Regions from separate parts of the Canis lupus genome. Here region 2 is linked to region 1. A link is a contact called in public Hi-C data. All regions are on one chromosome and are shown on one strand. Each heading gives the region's core, a stretch centred on a gene start, on an enhancer-like site or on the middle of the called end of the contact. The rest is flanking DNA. Distances are from core to core; before and after follow the strand shown. Region 1 has its middle 120 kb from the start of CHIC2. Region 2 has its middle 9.8 kb from the start of PDGFRA.

Region 1 (6,340 bases), core at 1,234-3,733:
GAATAAATGAATGAATGCATGCATGCATGAGTGCAAACTACTGACCTAGCCAGAGGGGGGAAACCCCACCTTTCCAAGTGACAATTCTCTCATCAGCAAAATGGAGACCATAATGTATACGCTGCGAGTGTAATAGGGCTGTGATGAGGGTAAGTGAAGTACTGGGTGTGAGTGGTAGAGATCCCGAGTCCTCCCCTTCCTCCACAAGAGCATACTTGTAAGCTGGGTATGGCCTCCCTTCCAGTAAAAGTCTACATTTTCCAGCCTCTCTTGCAGCTAAAAGTGGCCCATGTGACTTAATTCCGCCCAACGGGATATGAACTGAAGGATGGCAATTCCAAGGCCCCGCCCTTAGAGAGAGGGATTTGCCTGCCCTCTTCCCCTCCCCCCTTCCTGAGCATGGCAAAGCAGAGAAGGCAGTGAGCTGTCTCAGGCCGTGCACAGTAAGGAACAAACTGGGCTCTTAAACACCTCAAGCAGTAAAGGCCGTATGCCAGCTAGACTTGTGCATGACAGAGAAATGACATTTTTTTGAGTGGCCGTTGTTTCGGGTATATCTTCACTCATCCATTGATAGAAAAAGAATGGTTTGAGTCCCTATGTGTGCCAGGTACATTTTAAGTGCTGAGGCAGGTGCAAAAATTCCCTTCTTTATGGGAGAACTAGAGGGCAGACGTGGCGTATACCAGGCTTTCCAGCATAAGGTAGTAAGAGCCTTATGAGGGAAAGACAGGGTCCCGTGGGACCCCGGAGGAAAGGACAGATGCTTGGTAAGCTCTTCTACTCACTATACTTTCATTCACTCACTGCTTGTTGAACACCCATTATGGACTAGGCTCTGCTCTAGGTTTGGTGAGCACAGTAGTGGACAAGACAGATAGGGCCCTAGCTTTTTTTTTTTTTTTTTTTTTTTTTTTAAGATTTTATTTATTCATGAGACAGAGAGAGAGGCAGAGGCAGAGACACAGGCAGGGGAGAAGCAGGCTCCATGCAGGGAGCCCGACATGGGTCTCGATCCTGGGACTCCAGGACCATATCCCAGGCGGAAGGCAGGCGCCAAATCGCTAAGCCACCCAGGGATCCCAGGCCCTAGCTTTTAAGTAGCTTACATGCCTTTTAAACAAATAAATCATTTTTATGCCTAATAAATAAGATGGATTCTAAGAGGATTAAGTGCTATAGAGACTATAAAATGGGATATTTAATAAAGGGTAACAAGTTTGTTGAGGAGGGTTGCCTACTGTAGACTGTGACCCTGGGAACGCCAGTGACATTAAAGCTGGGAACAGATTGATGCAGAAACTGGGAGGAGAACATTTTATGTGGAGGGCAAAGACAAGGGCTGGTGCAGAGGCCCCGATGAGAAAGGAAGGCAAGTGGTTAGAGTGACTAGTATGTAGACAGGGTCAAGGGGATAGTCTTGCTGGACAAGTGGCCTTGTCAGCCACAGAAAGGGGTTTCCATTTTTCTGAGGGTGTTTGGGAGTCCCTAGAGGTCTTTAAGAAGGGGGTTCAGCACAGATTCATGTTTTAAAATGACCCCTCCAGGGGCACCTGGGTGGCTCAGTGGTTTAGCTCCTGCCTTCGGCCCAGGGTGTGATCCTGGAGACCCGGGATGGAGTCCCACGTCGGGCTCCCTGCGAGGAGCCTGCTTCTCCCTCTGCCTGTGTCTCTGTCTCTTTCTCCCTCTCTCTGTGTATCTCAAGAATGAATAAATAAAATCTTTTAAAAATAAAATAAAATAAAATAAAATGACCCCTCCGGGGCACCTGGGTGCCTCAGTAGCTGAGTATCTGCCTTCAGCTCCAGTTGTGACCCCGGGGTCCTGAGGTCGAGTCCCACTCGGGCTCCCAGCGGGGAGCCTGCTTCTCCCTCCGCCTGTGTCTCTGCCTCTCTTCTGTGTCCCTCATGAATAAATCAATAAAATCTTTTTTTTTAATGGCCCCTCTGGCTGCTCTGTGGCAGGTGAGCTGAGGGGACAGCACCCCAGGCCAGAGGGCTGATGACTTAGATGAGGCTGGCAGCAGTGGGACAGAGAAATGGTCGTATTTGGAATCTGTTTGGGAGGTAGGGTTGGTGAAACTTGCCGATAGGATGAACAAAGACATGCAAGAATGAGTATAATCAAGAGAGAAGTCTGAAATGTGTGCCTTGAGCAGCCGGGCCGGTGGTGGCAACACACTGGGATGAAGAAGATGGGACATGGGAAAGGAGGGACATGTTTGGGCTGGGGTTGAAACACACGTTCCGATTTCTATGTAATGGTAGCTATTGGCGGCCAAGGGAAAGACCTGGCTTTCCTCCAGATGAGCTGGAGAGCCTCGGCAGGGCTTTGTCACCCCTTCCCCAAGCCCTGTCAGCTCTCTCTAGCCAATGGCCAAAGTCCCTACTGCATGACCCTACACCACCTGGCTCCCTCTGCCTCTCTGACTTCCCCCAACAGGGTTCCTGCTTGCTCACTGGTGGCCTCCTTGCCTTGTCTCAATACCTCCAGCCCAGCTCCTGCCTCAGGGCATGTGTGTTTGCCCTTTTTGTGTTGTCTCAGCATGGCCTGCTCACCTCCAGACACTCCCCTGTCTCTCCCTTCACCGCCTTCAACTGTTTGACCAAGTGTCACCTTCTCAAGGAAATTAGTCCTGGCCACAGCACTCTGGAAAACTGCAAAACTACTCTTCCCCTCTTGCCAACAGACCCTTCCCCTCTCACCAGCTTTATTTTTTCCAGGGAACTTATGACCTCGTAACAGACTAACACCTTTTTGATTTATTTAATTTACATATTGTCTATCCCCTCCCACTTGAATATAATCTTCATTAAGACAAGGGTTTTGTCTGCTTTATTCACTGCTGTATCCCCAGAGCCCCAGTCTCTGGCACATTATTGGGAGCTCAAAAACCACATGCTATGAAAATTAAGGGGCATTGTTATCTTTCTCTCATCAGGGAATTATTGTCTCAATATCTCCTCGTTTTTAGTAGGAAGTAAGAAAGAGGAGGAAGTTCATGTCCAAGGACCTATCCTGCACTGAAGACTAGTTTCCCAGGTAAACCAGGACCATTGATCGTCTCCATTATCATCCCCATTTTACAGTAAAGAAAACTGAGGCTTGGTAAGATTCTAAGGGTTAGTGAAGCTTAGTGAGATTCTAATTTTTCTAGTGCCTTAGAAAAAAGAGCCTTGCCCTGGTCTGTTTTAGTCATCCAGCCAAACAAGTACACCCGAGCAAGACCCAGCATGTTCTGCTCAAACTCCTGCCCACTTGTGCTGTGTCAGTAAGGACAGATTAGATGAGCGAAGATCTAAAAAGCCCTGCCACTCGTAAAACATAAAGCTGTGTGGGATTACGGGAAGGCAAGGAATCTTCTGGTCATCGGTACAAAACCCTGGACTTTGGTTTTGCTTCTTCGACAGTCATTCAGTACTTGCTACATTCTAAGGAAGGCCTATCCACACAAGTCATCATAACAGCACTATTTATAGTAGCCAAATGTAGAAACAACTCATATGTCCACGAACAGACAAAGGGATAAGCAAATTGTGGTCTATACACATATACGCAACAGAACGTCATTCAGCCATAAAGCTGAATGCAAGGAGGAAGTCATGATCCATGCCCCAGATGATGAACCTCAAAAATAGCATGCTGAGTGGAAGAAGCCAGACACAAAAGGTCACGTATTGTATGATTCCACTTATAGGAAAGGTCTATAAATCCACAGAGATAGAAAGCAAACCGGTGGTTGCCAGGGGCTAGGACAAGTGACTGCCCAGGGAGTATGGTATTTTATTTTGGAGGAAAATATTTTCAAAGACACATAAAGGTAGTGATTGCACAACATCATGAGTGTATTAAATGTTACTGAATTGTTTGCTTTAAGTGGTTAAGTTTATGCTATATAAATTTCATCTCAATTTTTTTTTCCTTAGGGAAAGAGAGGTAGGAAGGGGAGGAGGGAGAGAGAGAGAGAGAGAGAGAGAGAGAGAGAGAGAGAATCTTAGGCTTGGAGTGGAGATCTCATGACTCTGAGATCATGACCTGAGCAGAAATCAAGAGTCGGACACTCAATTGACTGAGTCACTCAGGTCACCCGATTTCAATTTTTTTGGAAAAACAAAGAGCACATGTGTGAATTTGCTCATGTAGTCCTTACAAAAGACCCTGTAAATTAGATACAAAAACCCTATTATTCCCATGAGACAACTGAGCCTGGAGAGGGTAAAGGACTTGGTCAAGGTCGCTCAGACATTAGACTTGAAGCCAGGGCCTGATTGACCCCACAGCCTTGCTCTCCTGAACCACTGGCCCCTTGGCCCCTCAGAGTCAGGTGTAGACCCTGGGAGAACAGATGGCTGGTCGGGAGAGAGCCAAGGGAGAGACGTACTAGGACAAAGAAAAGTCAAAGCAGAAAGGTTGTGGGGTCTCTAGGATCTCAACTTAGTACCAACAAAAGTCAGAGTCTTGAACCCTTTGGCTCCTGCTACTTTTGTCCTGTGGTCTGACTGAGCTCCTTGGAGGATGAGGGAACAGTCGAGAACCATGGATAAAAGGTGAGATGGGAGGATGGCGGGGATTGAATGAAGAGTTAGAAGAATAGCACAGAACACTAGGCCAAAGGCCCTCTTCACAACGTCTCTATCCTTCTTCCTTAAAATGTCTGAAGTCTTTGACTAAGGAACGGAGCACCTGAGTGACTTGAATGTGAACATATTTTGAAAGAAGAGCATATTTTGGGGAGTTCCATCTCAGAAGATTTGAATGTCGTGTAATTCAGCTTGTGGGGAGGAGCGGAGGTGGCTGGTGGGTGCATGGAAGGATGAAAGTGACTGTGGCAGAATGACACAATAATAGGGCTAATGATTTCAACATTGAAAAAGTTTAACAGCTCGTAGTGAACACCAGAGATAAGCTCCAGTGGGTGGCTTAAAAAAAAAATCCACTTTGACGGTTTCTGCACTTTCTGAGCTTCTGTTTGTTTCCTCTTCAAAGCTTGTTAGCACCTCCCACTGGGGGAGACTTTGGCCACCTAAGGATAGTAATGAGGCCTGGTTCCCAGGGGCCCAGCCCCCAGCCAGGGCTGAGGCTGTTGACAATTCAATGTGAGTTTGTTTATAGCAGTGGGGGTGGGGAGGCCCTAGAAGGCAGAAGATCCCAGGAGACCCCTTCTTGGTGCCATCACTAAAGTCTTTCACCCTAATTTCCTCCGAGACCCCTTAAGAAAGCAACTTTCAAAGAAAGAAGTGAAGAGTGTGACTTTCATGAAGGTACAAAAGCCAAGGTAGGACTGGACATGAGCAGGGGACCCAATCCACGCCTCCTGCCAAGCAGAAGCAACCTTCAGGAAGATGGGCCCTAAAATCCCAAGACTACCAGATTCTTCTCCTGGGCCCCTGCCCACAGAGTGTCTTTTCCTTTTGAAAAATCACGAAGCTCTAGTCCACAAAGTTGTTAAGAGGCCTCACAGGAAGCCAGCAATGGGTCTCCATTTATGTTCCAAACATCCCAAGGCAGCAATGTGTCCAAATGGTACAGATTTCCTTCTGGGCTTGGGCTGCAGCCAGGATGGCCACGCGGTCAAGACCCTCCATTTGAATTACTCGGCCATTAGAAACGACAAATACCCACCATTTGCTTTGACGTGGATGGAACTGGAGGGTATTATGCTGAGTGAAATAAGTCAATCTGAGAAGGACAAACATTATATGGTCTCATTCATTTGGGGAATATAAAAAATAGTGAAAGGGAATAAAGGGGAAAGGAGAGAAAATGAGTGGGAAATATCAGAGAGGGAGACAGAACATGAGAGACTCCTAACTCTGGGAAACGAACTAGGGGTGGTGGAAGGGGAGGAGGGCGGGGGGTGGGGGTGACTGGGTGACGGGCACTGAGGGGGACACTTGACGGGATGAGCACTGGGTGTTATTCTGTATGTTGGCAAATTGAACACCAATAGAAAAATAAATTTATATATATATAAAAAAGAAGACCCTAAATTCGAGTACCCAGCAGTGTCGACTCGGTCCTTCATGTCTGCCCAGGAAAGGATGAACCCCGCCGGGTCCCTCAGGTCACGCAGCTGTCCCACTCTGTTCACACCAAGGAAGGGGAGGCTGGAAGAGGTGAACAGGCAAGGGATCCCACTGCATTGCCCTCAGCCAGGCGAAGATCAAACAAGCCAAAGAGACCATCTCCAAATTTACCAGCTGCCTGCCCAGATTTGCAGGTCCTCTCGATCAGCTCGGATCGTGGCGAGGTTTCCACTCATCTTGATTCACTACGTATTAATTCACCAAGCTACTAAAGTCACATCTGGGGGCAAGTACATTCTGCTGCATGAGCTCAT
Region 2 (6,340 bases), core at 1,869-4,368, 230 kb after region 1:
GTGTGAGATACCCTCAGGACTGTGATGTCAACAAGTGAAAGAATACAGGATGGGATCTGGTTTAGAGGAGTGGCTTGAGATGGATCAGTTGAATCCTGACCTGGTCACAGCCTAAATCTTGCTTCCTACAAAAATCCCCATTGTTCCCACTGGGTCCAAGGGCCATTCCCAGGCGCTGAGTGACTGGTTGGCTGCATTTGTTCATATGCTAATGTTTGCTTCTTAACAAATAGATTTTAAACTTCTGGGAAATAGCTATTTCTTGTCATTTCTACAGTGTCTCTTCCTGGCCACCTAGCACCCAGCCTTGCACGTATTTAACGTGCCTTTTGAATTTTGTGGCATTTATATAGCGTGAACAATAGTCCTAGGAAAAAAGGCATAGGAAACGTGAAAACCTACCCCACTCAGATTACAGGAGGAAAAACACACATTTTACTTCTGAGTTCCTTGATCCGCAACTCTAACCCCATTATCCTAACTGCAAAGAGCATGATGGTGGGGGGGAGATCATTGCTGGGGGCCAGGAGGGCACCCAGTCTCCCCCCGCACCTGAGAATGATGGCTTGTCCAAGTCAGTATCTGTCCTATCCGCTGTCTGCGTCGCTGCCCTTACGCTCATGGCTGTGAGGGACACCGGATGAGCTTGCACATCCAGAAACACTCTTGGAAGGTGTCGAATGGCATAGGAGTATGAGCTCGTGGAAAATGGAAGAGAAAAACTGAAATTAATGGAGTGACCTGTACTTCCAGGGGTCGGTCCGGATTCAAAAGTATCCAAATAATTGCAATGTCTTTCATGTGTCCTTCAGGTCATATGTAGACATGACTGGCCTTTGTCCTCTGGATGGTAGGAAGTGACAGTGACATGAGGATGAGCTCTCTGTCACAGCTTAGAATGATTCTTACGATGGTCAGGGAGAGGACCGTGCATATGAACCAAGTGTCGTGGCAACTCTGCGCTCAAAGACCAAGTATTAAGCAGCATCCAGCAGACAAGCTCCTCCCCGGTCGACCAGGTGGGGTGGGAGCAGGGAACTCTTGAACAGCCAATTCCACTTTCTCAGATTTTATTGGTGGCTTGAGGGAAAGCAGACAACACTCGGGCAGATAAGATAGATAGATAACCACTATCTGAAGTGTGAGTCTGCAGTTTTAGATCGTCTTTTATTTGGAAATACATTCAATCTCATTTCAATGCCAGCACAAAACTTAAAAGATTCAACTCCACAGTCATAGACAAATTATTATTTTTTTTAAGATTGTCTTTCTTATTTATTTGAGAGCGAGAGCGTGCACACTCACACATGCATGAGCAGGGGTTGGGGCAGGGGCAGAGGCAGAGGGAGAAGCAGACTCCCAGCTGAGCAGGGAGCCAGATGTCCTGGGCTCTATTCCAGGACCCTGAGATTATGACCCGAGCTGAAGGCAGACGCTTAACAGGCTGAGCCACCCAGGCGCCTCAGACAAATCATTTTTTAAGTGTGGAGAATAAACATATAATGTGAAATTTTTACCTGCAATAATAAAGTAGTTCAGTAGGCTAGGTATTAGGTTACACCACATGAATTGCTGATGCTTACCCTGCTTGAGACCTACAGCAACAGCAGTTGCATGTGCCAGAGTTGTCAAGGGGACTCCAGATTCCGTCACTGGAAAATTCAGATGGCTCATGCGGATCTTGGACAGAATTTATATATAAGTTATTCTTCACCTTTTGCATGGCTGACAGTCTGGTGTGTCTCTGATTATCACAAGTTATACTGAAACGTGTCTTAAGTAGGCTTTTGTGTGTTTTTACAAATAAAACCACGCAATCGCACCCTTATTTAGCAGAAAATGGGATTGCAGTAGAGAATTAAATGCAGAGACTGGAAGTCATCATAATCTTGCCTGAATCCGACTAAAATGGAAAGAAGTGTTGGATCTCAATTATCAAAATTCTTCTGAAAGATGTAAGCTGTGTCAGTCGAGTGTTATCTGTATCTGTCGTAACACGACCTAGCCATAAAAGCATGCGTGTTTTAGTTGGATAAATCGCTCTGGCTCAATCGGCGTTACTGTTCCCCAGTGGAATAACACGGCTAACCAACAGGAATAATATCAGGTTGTTCACAGGGCTGCTATAGAAAACCATTTGATAAGAAATATTTTCCATGATGCCTGCCCGTTTTGGAGGGGGGATTTCCATAGGAGAATCTGAGAAAATTCAATCTGGTAGCTCCACAGTGCAGGCCCGGCTGTCAAAATACTGGTTTTATGGTAATGAATGCCAAGTGTGCCGTGGTATTCCTTGCCAACAGGTAAAATTTATGTTGTAATGTTTGAGAATTCCAATGATCAATGCAGACTAAACGTTAGGATGCCCTGTTATTTGCTATGGGAGCCAATTCTAGGCATTTTTTTTTTTTTAGAGATTTTATTTGTTTATTCATGAGAGACACAGGGTAGGGGGGCAGAGACACAGGCAGAGGGAGAAGCAGGCTCCATGCAGGGAGCCTGACGTGGGACTCGATCCTGGGTCTCCAGGATCACACCTGGGGTCAAAGGCAGGTGCTAAACCGCTGAGCCATCCAGGGAATCCCCAATTCTAGGCATTTTGATGTGAGTTGAATTTCAGTTCAGGTCCTGAGCGATCTCTGTGAAGTCCCTGCCTGGGGGCCTTGAAAACTTCTCTAGAGTAGCCCACAGAGGCAAGGGCTATCGCCCCTGATGCTGGTGGACAGCATGACCTCCTCTGTCTCCACTCTGGCCTCTGCGCCTTTGCTTAAACCCTTCCCTCTGCAAGGACCCCATCTCTCCCCTTTCTACCGTGGGTAGTCTACTCATCATGCTCAGGTCTTAGCTCAGACACTGCCCCCACAAAGTGCTCCCCAACCTGTGAGGTTGGATAAAACGCCCTGATCCTGTGCTTTCAGGGCTTTATGTTTCTGCCTCTACGTTCTCACCTATCACCAGACTTTTCTTGTGGACATGACCCAGCACAGAGCCTGACGTCTGGTGGGGGGTTGGCAACTGGCTGTATCTCCTTAGTGGTTTAGTTTTAATTGCATCATGCACCCTCCTCCCCTCCCCCTTGCCCTGACACACAAACCTGAGTGCTGTGAGGATGTCTCCAGGCAGGGTCAGACATTCAAGGCGAAGCTCAAGCCTACCCAGGGCTGCACTGGAACTGAACCCGTTTCTAGGGGTGCAACGGGAGTCTTAGGAAAGGGAGAGACCCTGACTTGGTTCCTCTCCAAGAACAGTTGGGCTTCTTTTTACACACAAATGTTGACTTGCTGAGTGGACTTAGATCCTGAGCTGGCCTCTTGCGTCCTCTAGTGGTTCAAAGTCACAGCCCGGCACAGGGAGAACTCCAGGACAGCTCAGAGGTTTTTATTCTTTCTTTAATCCGAGTTAACCATTTATTTAGACATCTCCCAGGCAGTGAAGTCATTTCATAAATACACTTGGGGAGCAACACAATAATTAACCACATTCACACACAATGAGGAACTTGGGATATCTTGTGGAATCCTTGAAGGGCCCTGAGTTCTTTATTTTGTAGTGCAAACTCTTAATCGGCTTTCTGGGCCCAGTGGATAACTGACAACGTGCTTTAATCAAAGGCAATCGTTCTGTCATTGTCGGCCTGTGAAACATTAGCTCGGGGAGCTGGATGACAGCACGCCTTCCTCTTATCTCCCTGAGACTGCTCCACCCCAAGGACCAGATCTGGTGTTGTCTTGGTTATATTCAAATTTTATGATAGGCAATCTCAAGGGAACCCAAGTGTCTCCTTCGAACAAGGACAATCCCTTAGATGAGCGTGTTCGATCATTCTGTGGTTCAATATCAGAACGTTACTGTTCCTTGGGGGGCACTAGAAACTGTCATTTCCAGAAACAGGAGGGTACGCTTTGCTATCTTTGCAACTGCCCCAAACCCATACTTCTTGCGGGACCTAACTTTTTGAATGTCTTAAAATATAAAAGCCGAATGGGGGCGTGTGGGTGACTCAGTTAGGCGTCTGCCTTCGGCTCAGGTCATGTTCCCAGGGTCCTGGGATCGAGCCCCACATTGGGCTCCCTGCACAGCAGGGAGTCTGCTTCTCCCTCTCCCTCTGCTTGTGCTCTCTCTCTCTTTTTCTGTCAAATAAATAAAATCTCTTTAAAATGTAGCAGAATATAGCTACTTTCCTCAGAATTGCTCACAGCTTTAAATATCACCTCCTCAGAGGACTATTCCTTGAGGATTTGGAGCAGCTCTGGCTTCCTGTGATAGCCTCCCGCATCACTGGATGATGGAGGAGCACTTGTCACATGTGCCATTTAACCAGGGCCTGGGTTTGCTTTCCTTTGGTCTCCCCCTGCCCCCCGAAGCTGAGGCCCATAGTGCAGAGGTCTTGTTTGTTCCTCTATGACAGCATCCCTGAGTCTAGCACAATGCCTGGCACAGGGGGTGTCAGATAAACACTTGTCAACTGACCAACAGAATCCAGAGAGGTAAAAGCTAAGGGGAGGCTGATTTTGCTCCTTAGTTTAGGTCAATGAGGACCCCCTTCACTCGAATTCTGAGCGGAAAGAATTTATGCTGCAAGACTCAGTGATAGCTGAGTTGCGGGGTTGAGGTCAGCCCCCAGATGCCACATCTGCAGCTGCAGATGGAAGGCAGGGAGAGGAGAGACCTCCTGAAGCTTGCTTCAATGGGCCGGCAGAGGGGCCAGGTGGTAGTTGCCCTAACCTCCCTGCATGTTTACTTTCAGGAAGCTTCTATTACCTGGAAATATGGGCATAAAGTTCAGATTTCTGAAAGCGTATCTGTAGAGTCCTAAAAATCAAACAGGAATGGAAATATGTTGAGGACCTGGAGGCAGCAAAGAGAGAGGGCCAGAAGTGTGCAGACTGTGAGACTATCCTGAAGGGTAAGAGCAAGAATGTAATGAAAAATGAAAATAGGAGACCAGGAGAAAGGATGGGGGAAAGGGAGCTAATTCATACCCTGTCTCTTTGAGAGTCTCCTTTTCATTACTGACTATGCAGAGACAAATAAAGTTGAATAAGCACCATGCCTGAATTGAACGTTGTAGCACGCACACACACACACACACACACATTTGTGCTCAGATTCCCCCCCTTTTTAAAAAGATTTTATTTATTTTTGAAAGAGAGCGCATGAGCAGAGGGAAGGGGAAGGCAAGGGGTAGGGGGAGGAGCAGACTCCCTGCTGAGCAAGGAGCCCCATGTAGGACTCAATCCCAGGACCCTGAGATCATGACCTGAGCCAAAGGCAGGTGCTTAACCGGCTGAGCCACCCAGGCGCCCAGGAATACTGTCCATGTGAGCAGGGCAGCAGGGAGACATCCAAGCCTTGGTGGGCTTGATGGGGATGTCATGCAGCTGTGATGTGTTTCTGCTCTTCTATCCCCAGTTTTCATTTTGGGGCAAAGGTGATTGTGTTTGAAGTTAGAATGGACAAATACGTTCTGATTTTGTTAGCACCAAGCTGGGCTGGCAAGAACAAAAAAATTCAAAATAAGAGACTCCATGAGAATGACTAATGATTTCATTTTTTTCCAACATTTTCAAGAAGACAGTAGGTAGTCTTTCAGGGTGTTTGGAGCTTGGGAGGTCAGGGGGCCTTCCATGTATTCCACCATCGTGCATGGTTTCCATTTTCAAGGTTGCCTCACAGTCTAAGATGGTTGCTGAAGCGCCAGTCATAGGTCTGCTTTCCATCTGGCCAAAAGACCAGGTCAAGAAGGATGTGCACTTTACTATTAAGGACATTTGTTGGCAGCTGCACCCATGACTTCTGCCAATGTCCCATTGACCAGAGCTTTTTCTTTATGACCAGATCTAGCTACAAGAAAGAAAAGTTGTGTCCCAGGAAGAAAAAAAAATCAGAGGCTTAATTACGGGGAGAAGGAAGGGAGAATGATTACTAGGGGACAATATGTAATCTTTGTCACTGAAATCTTACTTTTTTTTTTTTTGTCCCTGAAAGTAAGCCCTGCCTCAATCTTTCCAGTGCATGGGTGCATGGTGAGGGGCCAGGAGTGAGGGGTAGAGAGCTAGCACTAGCGCTTGAGTATCCTTAGGACAAGGATCTGGCTTCAACCCCACTTGGGTCTTTGGGTGATTTGATTCCAAACGCGGATACAAATGTGTATTTAAGAGTGTGAATGACAGAAACAGTAATCTGGTAATAATTAAAGTTCTCATAAAGAATGTGTATCACCACTTGAATTCAAAACTACCCGATATGTCTGGCCACAGTTTATAGTGCTGAGCTTAGATGGTAAGTGTGGACAGCGCTTCACAATTAACTCCCATACAACCCATTGTATGGATTCAGA

What was found. Hi-C and Micro-C count contacts between places; a contact is called where the count stands out from the background.
Region 2: a Hi-C map of liver shows a contact between it and region 1, with 7 times the contacts expected there. The contact joins two enhancer-like sites. A contact is called at or near these places in 4 of 9 Hi-C or Micro-C datasets (amygdala, blood, liver and 1 more).

Annotation. Positions count from the first base shown.
Region 1 is chr13:47,171,523-47,177,862 of UU_Cfam_GSD_1.0, forward strand. No RefSeq gene overlaps it. Among named protein-coding and RNA genes, the nearest start is that of CHIC2, 120 kb to the right of the region's middle. Within about 2 kb of position 2,484, at least 2 of the 20 cell types and tissues checked have an H3K27ac peak or open chromatin away from gene starts, as enhancers often do.
Region 2 is chr13:47,405,238-47,411,577 of UU_Cfam_GSD_1.0, forward strand. No RefSeq gene overlaps it. Among named protein-coding and RNA genes, the nearest start is that of PDGFRA, 9.8 kb to the right of the region's middle. Within about 2 kb of position 3,119, at least 2 of the 20 cell types and tissues checked have an H3K27ac peak or open chromatin away from gene starts, as enhancers often do.